2 separate regions of the Capra hircus genome follow, and region 2 is linked to region 1. Evidence: chromatin contacts called from public Hi-C data. All regions are on one chromosome and are shown on one strand. Each heading gives the region's core, a stretch centred on a gene start, on an enhancer-like site or on the middle of the called end of the contact. The rest is flanking DNA. Distances are from core to core; before and after follow the strand shown.

Region 1 (4,269 bases), core at 968-3,467:
CAGCGGGCCCCTGCTGAGCAGACACTCCTCAATACCTCTTGCAGGGCCAAGCCTCGCGCAAAAAAGCTGGCAGTATATATACTGCTATAACGCTGGGGCCTTAGCATATTATTAGAATGTACTGTTCAGCTAGGGCTGCCATAACAAAATACCACTGGGTGGCTTAAACAACAGAACTCATCTTCTCACAGTTCTAGAGGCTAAACGTCTGCCAGCAGGGTTGGTGCATGGTGAAACCTCTCCTCAAGGCTTACAGGGCACGTCTGCCTTCTCGTTGTCTTCACATGGCCTTGTCTCTGAGGGTGAAGAGAGATCTCTGCTGTGCTTCATCTTCTGATAAGGATGCCAGTCCTACTGGACGAGGGCCCACGTTTATGACCTCATTATAGGCCCTATCTCCAAAACAGTTGCACTGGGGTTTAGGGCTTCGAAACATGAATTTTGGGAGGGAAGCAATTTAGTCCATAAAAGGGGGAAAGGCTTGTAGGTTTGGCAGTCTGACAGGCCTGGGTTAGGAAATGTCACCTTCTGAGCTTGCTTCTTATCTGTAAGTAGGAAATAAGTGTTCACAGTGTTGTTTGAGGATTAAAATAAAAAGGTAAAGGGACTTCCTTGCTGGTCCTGCGGCTAAGAATCCATGCTCTCAAAGCAGGGGGCCTGATCCATCCCTGGTCAGGGAACTAGATCCCACATGCTGCAACTAAAGATCCTGAATGCGGCTATGAAGACCCAAGGTCCCCCATGCTGCAACAAAGAATGGGCACAGCCTAACTAATTAAATGAAATGAAATAAATATTTTTTGTTTTTAAATGAACATCTGCTTATTTAACTTATATGCAGAGTACATCATGAGAAACGCTGGGCTGGAAGAAACACAAGCTGGAATCAAGATTGCTGGGAGAAATATCAATAACCTCAGATATGCAGATGACACCACCCTTATGGCAGAAAGTGAAGAGGATCTAAAAAGCCTCTTGATGAAAGTGAAAGAGGAGAGTGAAAAAGTTGGCTTAAAGCTCAACATTCAGAAAACAAAGATCATGGCATCTGGTCCCATCACTTCATGGCAAATAGATGGGGAAACAGTGGAAATAGCGACAGACTTTATTTTGGGGGGGCTCCAAAATCACTGCAGATGGTGATTGCAGCCATGAATTTAAAAGACGCTTACTCCTTGGAAGGAAAGTTACGACCAATCTAGGTAGCATATTCAAAAGCAGAGACATTACTTTGCCAACAAAGGTCCGTCTAGCCAAGGCTATGGTTTTTCCAGTGGTCATGTATGGATGTGAGAGTTGGACTGTGAAGAAAGCTGAGTGCTGAAGAATTGATGCCTTTGAACTGTGGTGTTGGAGAAGACTGTTGAGAGTCCCTTGGACTGCAAGGAGATCCAACCAGTCCATCCTAAAGGAGATCAGTCCTGGGTGTTCTTTGGAAGGAATGATACTAAAGCTGAAACTCCAGTACTCTGGCCACCTCATGCAAAGAGTTGACTCATTGGAAAAGACTCTGATGCTGGGAGGGATTAGGGGCAGGAGGAGAAAGGGACGACAGAGGATGAGATGGCTGGATGGCATCACTGACTCGATGGATGTGAATCTGAGTGAACTTCGGGAGTTGGTGATGGACAGGGAGGCCTGGCATGCTGCGATTCATGGGGTCGCAAAGAGTCGGACACGACTGAGCAACTGAACTGAATTGAACTGATAGAGCAGATGAAAGCTGGAGCCAGCTTGGAGAGATCGCTCAGTAACATTCTGTTGGTAATATGAAATCAGCTGTAGGTGGGCAATTTACATCATGGAAACTGGTCAACTCTAAAAATGATGGCTCCCACCCCATCCCTGAGCCCACTGTTACACATTTACCAGGACACCACTGAACACAATACTGTAAGTACAGAACTTTCTACTCAGTGCTGCCAGACAGGCAAACAGAAAGAACAAGGATAAAGGAATACCACTCACAATATCTTTCTATGCAAAACTAACAGAGCAAAGGAAAACAGTTTCCTTGCTATAATTTACGTGCAACATACTAGGTGTTTCCCGTTGTGCTGTGCTTTTGTTCGGATTCTCTCCACTCCCCAGGTCTGACCTCACAGATCTGTGGCCACACCCAGCTGCTCCCACCCTCATGCCTTTGCCTACACACTGCCTGCAGCACCCCACTAGTGTCCCCAGCAGCCCGACAAACCTGGGCCACCAGGGCCCCTGCACTGGGCTTTGTTTGCACCTTAGAGGGCTTGGCGCTGGCCCTCCTCCAGCAACCCCCTCTGGACCCACATATGCCTGCCTAAATGGCCCTGGGCCTGCTTTCAGGGCCCATGCTGGCCTCTCCCCTGGATCTATCATCCGCAGGATGACTGCACGGTGTGTGTGCACTCTGAGGCCCAGGGGTGACCCAGGGTGGCTGTCTGCGGTTCCCTGGTACGTACATGGAGCTTAGACATTCTGCCGGGGGCCCACTTGTACTCTGTCCTAGCTTCAACAAACCTGCCATCCAATTTCTTCAAGGTTCTAGAATAAGAAATTTGTCAGTGTCGATGATGGAGATCCTTCAAAGCCTAAGGTCTTCATCTCCTCCATAAACCATAAACCATAGTCAGCACTGCCCCTAGAACAGTTTTGTATCACATTTAGTCATTTAAGTCTTTATGACTGCTTTGATGTGACCACTCAAGGTTATTTCAAGTTATTCCAATAAACCTTTGTATTTCTATAATAAAATCTGTTTTTATTCTTAACATAACTCCTGGGGGGAAAGGAACATGCTATTATTTCCACCTAACACGCAGAAGACTTAGAGCTATTAAGTCACTTGCCCAAAGTCAAAAGTCTGCATGGGTGCTTATGTATGTCTCCCTCTAATCAGATGATCAACTTCTTTGAGGGTGGGGATAATGTCTTATACTTATCTGGACTTTGAGGGGCTACTAGGCAACAAAAATACGGTTCCTCGAAGTGTGAATGGGGCTTCCCAGGTGGCTCAGTGGTAAAGAATCCACCTGCCAAGGCAGGAGCCACCAGAGACACGGGTTCGATCCCTGGGTTCAGAAGATCCCCTGGAGGAGAAAATGGCAACCCACTCCAGCACTCTCGCCAGGATAATCCCATGGACAGAGGAGCCTGGCGGGCTATAGTCCATGGGGTCGCAAAGAGTCGGACATGACTGAGTGAGCACTCACGCATGAGATGTAAAAATTAGGTCCCTTTTTTTGTCTTTGAACTTCACTCATGAGAAACTGAGCACAATGAGACAGGTGGAGCAGGCGACTTCGGGACTTCAGAGCTCCTCCCCGCCACGGAGCCAGACCCGGCGAGAAAGCAGGGGGCTCCCTCAACCCTGAGGAGGCGTAGGTGCAGCTGAGGGGGATGCCGAGCTGTCACAGAGCTGAGGGGGCTCTGGAGATGGAATACTTTCCCCCGCAGATGCCCATGTCCTAAACCCCCAAACCTGGGACTAGGCTAAGTTATAACGGGTTTTGCAGATGTAATGATGTCAAAGATCTTGAGATGGGGAAATTACTTTGGGTTATCTGGTTGGGTTCCCTGTAATTACAGGGTTTTTATAAGAAGGCAAGAGAGTCAAAAATGGAGATGTGACGATAGAAGTTGAGGTCAGAGCAACATAACCACAACCAAGGAATGTGTACAGCCTCTAGAAGTCTTCAAAGGCAAGAAGACAGATTTTGCCCTGACTCTCCAGTAAGAAATGAAGCCCCGCCATTGGTGCAAGTCCAATGAGACCCATCTTGGCTGTCTGACCTCCTGAACTGTAAGATAATAATTTTGTTTGTAGTGATTTGTTACAGCAGCAATAGGAAGCTAAGACAACTCCTGTTGAATGTATAAGAAATTGAAGCCCAGAGAGAAGGCAGTGGCCCTCGACTGTGAGGACAGACCCAAGAAGAAGCAGCGTTCATGGTGCCCTTGATGGGCTTCTGGCCCCAGTGAGAACCACCTCTCCTGCAGTTTGCTATTTAGCCATCTTGGTTATCATTTGTAAGGAAAAAACACGTAAGAAGTCATGTGGAAGAATACATACAAATGCTAAAAAGTTCCAGGGGAGCAGAGTTCATCTCAACAAAAGAAATAGATAAGCTGTCAGATGCACCTACAGTGAGAACGAATGCCTTATCCCTGGAGGTGACAGCTGATTGGGTACAGCATTTTCGGGGATACTAACAGAAGCTTTCTTACTTTGGAAAGTTAGACCAAAGGGTACCCACGAATTCACGATTTGAGCGGATCCTAGATTTCTAGAAT
Region 2 (4,269 bases), core at 1,231-3,730, 120 kb after region 1:
TTTTCACAAAACTGAAAAGCAAATCTGGACCAAGTGCTTTTGGTGGAAAATCCCACGGACGGAGGAGCCTGGCAGGCTACAGTCCCATGGGGTCGCAAAGAGTCGGACACGACTGAGCGATTTCACTTTGTGCTTTTTCAGGTGGGGATGGGGATACATGACTCCTAAGGGGAAGTGCCATGCCTTGGAATCTCTGGCTTGGGAGGGGGCGTGGGGGGCGGGGTAGTGTAAAGGGGAAGAAGGTAGATGTTAAGATTTTTCCAGTTGTGTACATGCCTCTGCCTCATGTCAGAGGGGTGGGAGAAGGGTAAACAAGAATTTGAGAAAAAAACATTTAGAAACGTGGCAGGGAACAAACGTCAGGAGAAAGTATATCCACAAAGGCGTATCAGCAAGGCTATCTCCACTGCTCTGCCTGAGCTCTGAGGGAGCTTCCTGACAGGGTGAAGTAATCCAAGATGGCGAGCTCTACTCACCACGGAGTATCCGAGGACATGGTCACATTATGTTCCCAGGGGGACAACTTTTGGCCTCTTAAGACATCCACTTGCTTTCAGTTTGGAAAGCGCCTACGCAGTGAAAGGGTATTTTTTAGAGCCTGAGGTGGTGAAGGGTCAGAAACACAGATGTTAGAGCAAAGGTTAAATGTACTCAGAGCGTCAGCCCAGAGAAGACTCGAGTGGGGGTCACGGTGGGCAAACCTGGGGAAGAATCCTTTGGAGGGGGTGGGAGCCAGAAAAACTGGCTGTGTCTTTGAGGATCATTCAAGCAGCGTTCCTACGTCGCAGACACAGGGCTAATGCCTCCATGACACAGTGCTAACGCCTCCGTGAAAGATCCCGTCTCGACATTCCAACAGCCCTTTGAGGTAGGACTATTTCCTGGCTTACCCACAAAGAGGAAAGTGAGGTTTTAGGGAGATGAAGTAACTTGTTCGATGAGGTCACACAGCTGGTAGGTGTGGAGTCGGGATTTGAACTTGGATGCTTTGCAGTGGGAAGTCTGGGCTCCTGACTACCACAGCCTCTTTATCCCATACCCTCTCCATCCCAGCCCCTTGCCCACAGGCAACCCATCTTGTTCCTTAGGTTCAATCCTGTCCTCAGATAGGAGAGTTTCCAGCAGCTCTGGCCCCTAGGGCTCCAAACGAAGTTTCTCGTGCCCAGTGCTGAATGCTGCCTCCTGCCAGTGTCTGATTTTAGTGGACCTGATTGCTAAGTCCCCAGGGCCTAGTACTTGAACTTCAACCCAAAGACTGGTACCCACTCTCTGACCTGGCCTTGATATCTTTTCTGTCTGAACATGAGGTGATACTTGTCCTTAAGTGCCCCATTGCAGTTCTGGACATCTACTATCTGTCCCCATATCTCTGGGGCGTGTGTCCTGGGATCACAGTGATCTCCCAACCTCACAACTTGTCACCTGACTTGACCCTCTTCCTGGCCCTGGCAGCTGGGACTATGTTGCCAGCCCCAGCCCCGCTCCAGGGGAGAGGCCTGGGTTTCACTGCAAACTAGACACCAGCCTATTCCATGAAATGCCTATAGAATAAGGTCCACAGAGGCTGGTTGCTGTTGAGATTTGTAGGGGTTATTTTTTTGTTTTTATTTTTCTTTAGCTTGCAGATCTTGAGAGCTTCCTATGTGCCAGCACTGGATTAATCATGTAAAGTGGATTCCCTCACATCACCCTCAAACAGCCCTCTGAGACATGAACAGAAGCTGCGGTGATTGCTATTACTGCACTGGCCTTTTCCCAGACCAGAGACTCTGCTGATGTGCCCAGAATCACTGAGACCCCAGAATCAAGACAAGCAGGCTCTTCCCTGGCCAGAAGCCCCACCTCCAGTTCCTATCTCACTGCCCCCCGCCCCGAGCCTGGGCCAGACTCGAGGCCCTATGGCTAGAAGGAGGTGATCCACTCCTCCCGCATGCAGCCTGGCTCTGCTCTCACACAGTGACCCGTGGGTCTCCTCTGGGTCTGCTTCTCTGGACCCTGTAGGAACAGCTTCAGCTGCCCCAAACAAGGGTTGATCTGCAGATTCTCACAGCCACTGACCCTGAGCCTGACCCACTCAGCTGCTGTCTACAGCTGAACACTCTTTCAAGAGCTCTGGGTGGGGAGGGCCCAACTGTTCCCTGACCCAGGGAAGGTGTAGCAGACTTGGTGATGCTCCCAGTCTCCTCTGAAGGCTGGGCAGCCCAAGGGGCAGAGGCATCTGGAGCTCCAGCTCCACTATCCACCACCTCCCTGTTCCCTTAGCCACTAAGCCACATAAGAGTCACTGTCCAGTCAGAAAGAGAACCACTCTATGACTTGTGAACAGAGAGACATGGGGAGGGAGTTACACAGGTTAAAGAAGATCCTGGAAGCACCACAGGGACTAACAATAGCAAAAAGACACTCTAGTCTCTAGGTTGGAGGAACGCAGGGAAGCGGCAGTGTTACTAGTGCCAGTATCTGACGCTATCTGACAGAAACTGGAAGCACAGCCAGGCCTTCCCAAGGCCAAGAGGCAAGGAACATCCAGTGGAAGCTGGAACCATGGAGGAGACCAGCCAAGGCAGAGATACAGCCTGAAACTGAGAGAGGGAGAAATATCTAGAGTTCTCCTCTCCTCCTTCCTGCCAGTGTCTCCCACTGGCCAAACATACTAGAAAATCAGAGGTCAGAGGAGCTTGGGAAATGTAGTTCTCTCTAGTACACAGCAGAGCTGGTCAGGGAATGACTGTGAGAGCGAGCAAGCAAATGACTAACCTCTGGAAATGAGAGCTGCTCAGAAGGGGTGGATGCAACTCCTACACCCGCTCTGGCCTCAATTTTTCTGAGGCTCAAGGCTGTTCCAAACCTTCAGCCACTGAGCTCCCTTCCTACTCATAGGCCTCAAGGCTGCCCAGACCCCTGATGCATGGGTCCAAGGCAGGGAACCCAGAACCACCACCCTGAGGTGCCTGGAAGCATGGGAGCTGCCTGAGTCCTAACGGAACAGCACTCACTAGTGTTCCTGAGCTCAGCATAAATCAGAGCCCGCAAGGACAAATCTAATCTCCCCCTCTCTTTGTTCCTGAATCTGCTACTGGAACCTCCAGCAAGGAGCTTTGGTCCCCAAAGCTGCTGGGTCTCCTGGGAACACCCTGAGAAGATGCTTCTGGATGCAAAGGGCCCTAAGCCTATGAGCAGAGTCCTGCTTCAGTGCACCTGCATGCCTGATTATCGCCTGAATCCCTGAATCGCTGCCTGACTTGTCCTGAGGCAGTGAACTGCAGAAAGTCCTATCACTGGGGAGAGGCAGGAGAATCTAGGACACTCCTGCCCATGACTGAGATTGTCCTGGATGGGAATGCTGCCCACCCTGACCCAGATGCAGCAGCAGGGATCCAGACCAGGGGACGTCCCAAGAATCCCTTTGGGGTGTAACAGCAGCCTCTGAGGGAAGGGCTGGAACCAGTCTCCATGAGGCCCTCACAAGCCAGGGGGCTTCATCTACATAAGGGAGTGGCCAGGCCTTGTCACCAGCCCCTATACTGAGAGAAAGACAGGCCCTGCAAACCTTCCTCCAAATGTCATGTCATCTCCCCTCACGTCCCCATAATAATGATAAGTATGTTTATTGAGTGCTAATGAGTCAGGTCCTGGCTCATTTATTCCTCAAAAGAACCTTGTGAAACAGGTCCTATGGAGATCCTCATGGATGGTCAGAAAATATGGCTCACAACCTAACAGAAGTTTGATGACAACAATAGTAACAATAGCATAAAAGAGAATGGTGCTCCCCAGAGATCCAAGGAAATTAATGTCTGATGAAGTAGTGAGTGAAGCGGAGACACACGTAGGGCTTTCACAGGACATAGACATGAAACTAATTCTTCAGAGGAGATTCTCCACCAGGGCAGCCAACCCACACTCTGGCAGAAGATGTACTAGGGGGGGATCTTCTGTGACCTGCACAATCTCCACACAGAAGAGTTCACATCAAAAAACAAAACAAAACCCTGGTATTTGATTTCTCTCAAAAAATCAGAATGCCTGGCACCACTTGGCCCTCATTCTGATGTGGCAACACTGACCGAAGCCGAGCAGCTGCAAGCTCCTGCAGCTGGAGTGTGTTCCTGCTGGTCCATCACAGCCCCTGCCACTCCCTAGGGTCTTTCACCTGGCCCTTCCTCCCATCTGCACCACCTGCCTGGCAGCCTCTGTATTTCAATTTGACCAGGGGCTCTTCCAGGCCCAATCTCAGCTGATAGAGCCCTGCTGCCACCTAGTGGTCCG

Evidence for each region. A called contact is a pair of places that touch in the nucleus more often than the background predicts.
Region 2: a contact with region 1 is called in a Hi-C map of liver, with 6 times the contacts expected there. The contact joins two enhancer-like sites. A contact is called at or near these places in 3 of 5 Hi-C or Micro-C datasets (blood and liver).

The regions. Positions count from the first base shown.
Region 1 is chr7:49,305,799-49,310,067 of ARS1.2, forward strand. All of the region lies in intron 1 of PPARGC1B (peroxisome proliferator-activated receptor gamma coactivator 1-beta), which reads right to left. Among named protein-coding and RNA genes, the nearest start is that of MIR378, 35 kb to the right of the region's middle. Within about 2 kb of position 2,218, at least 1 of the 5 cell types and tissues checked has an H3K27ac peak or open chromatin away from gene starts, as enhancers often do.
Region 2 is chr7:49,428,576-49,432,844 of ARS1.2, forward strand. No RefSeq gene overlaps it. Among named protein-coding and RNA genes, the nearest start is that of ARHGEF37, 63 kb to the right of the region's middle. Within about 2 kb of position 2,481, at least 2 of the 5 cell types and tissues checked have an H3K27ac peak or open chromatin away from gene starts, as enhancers often do.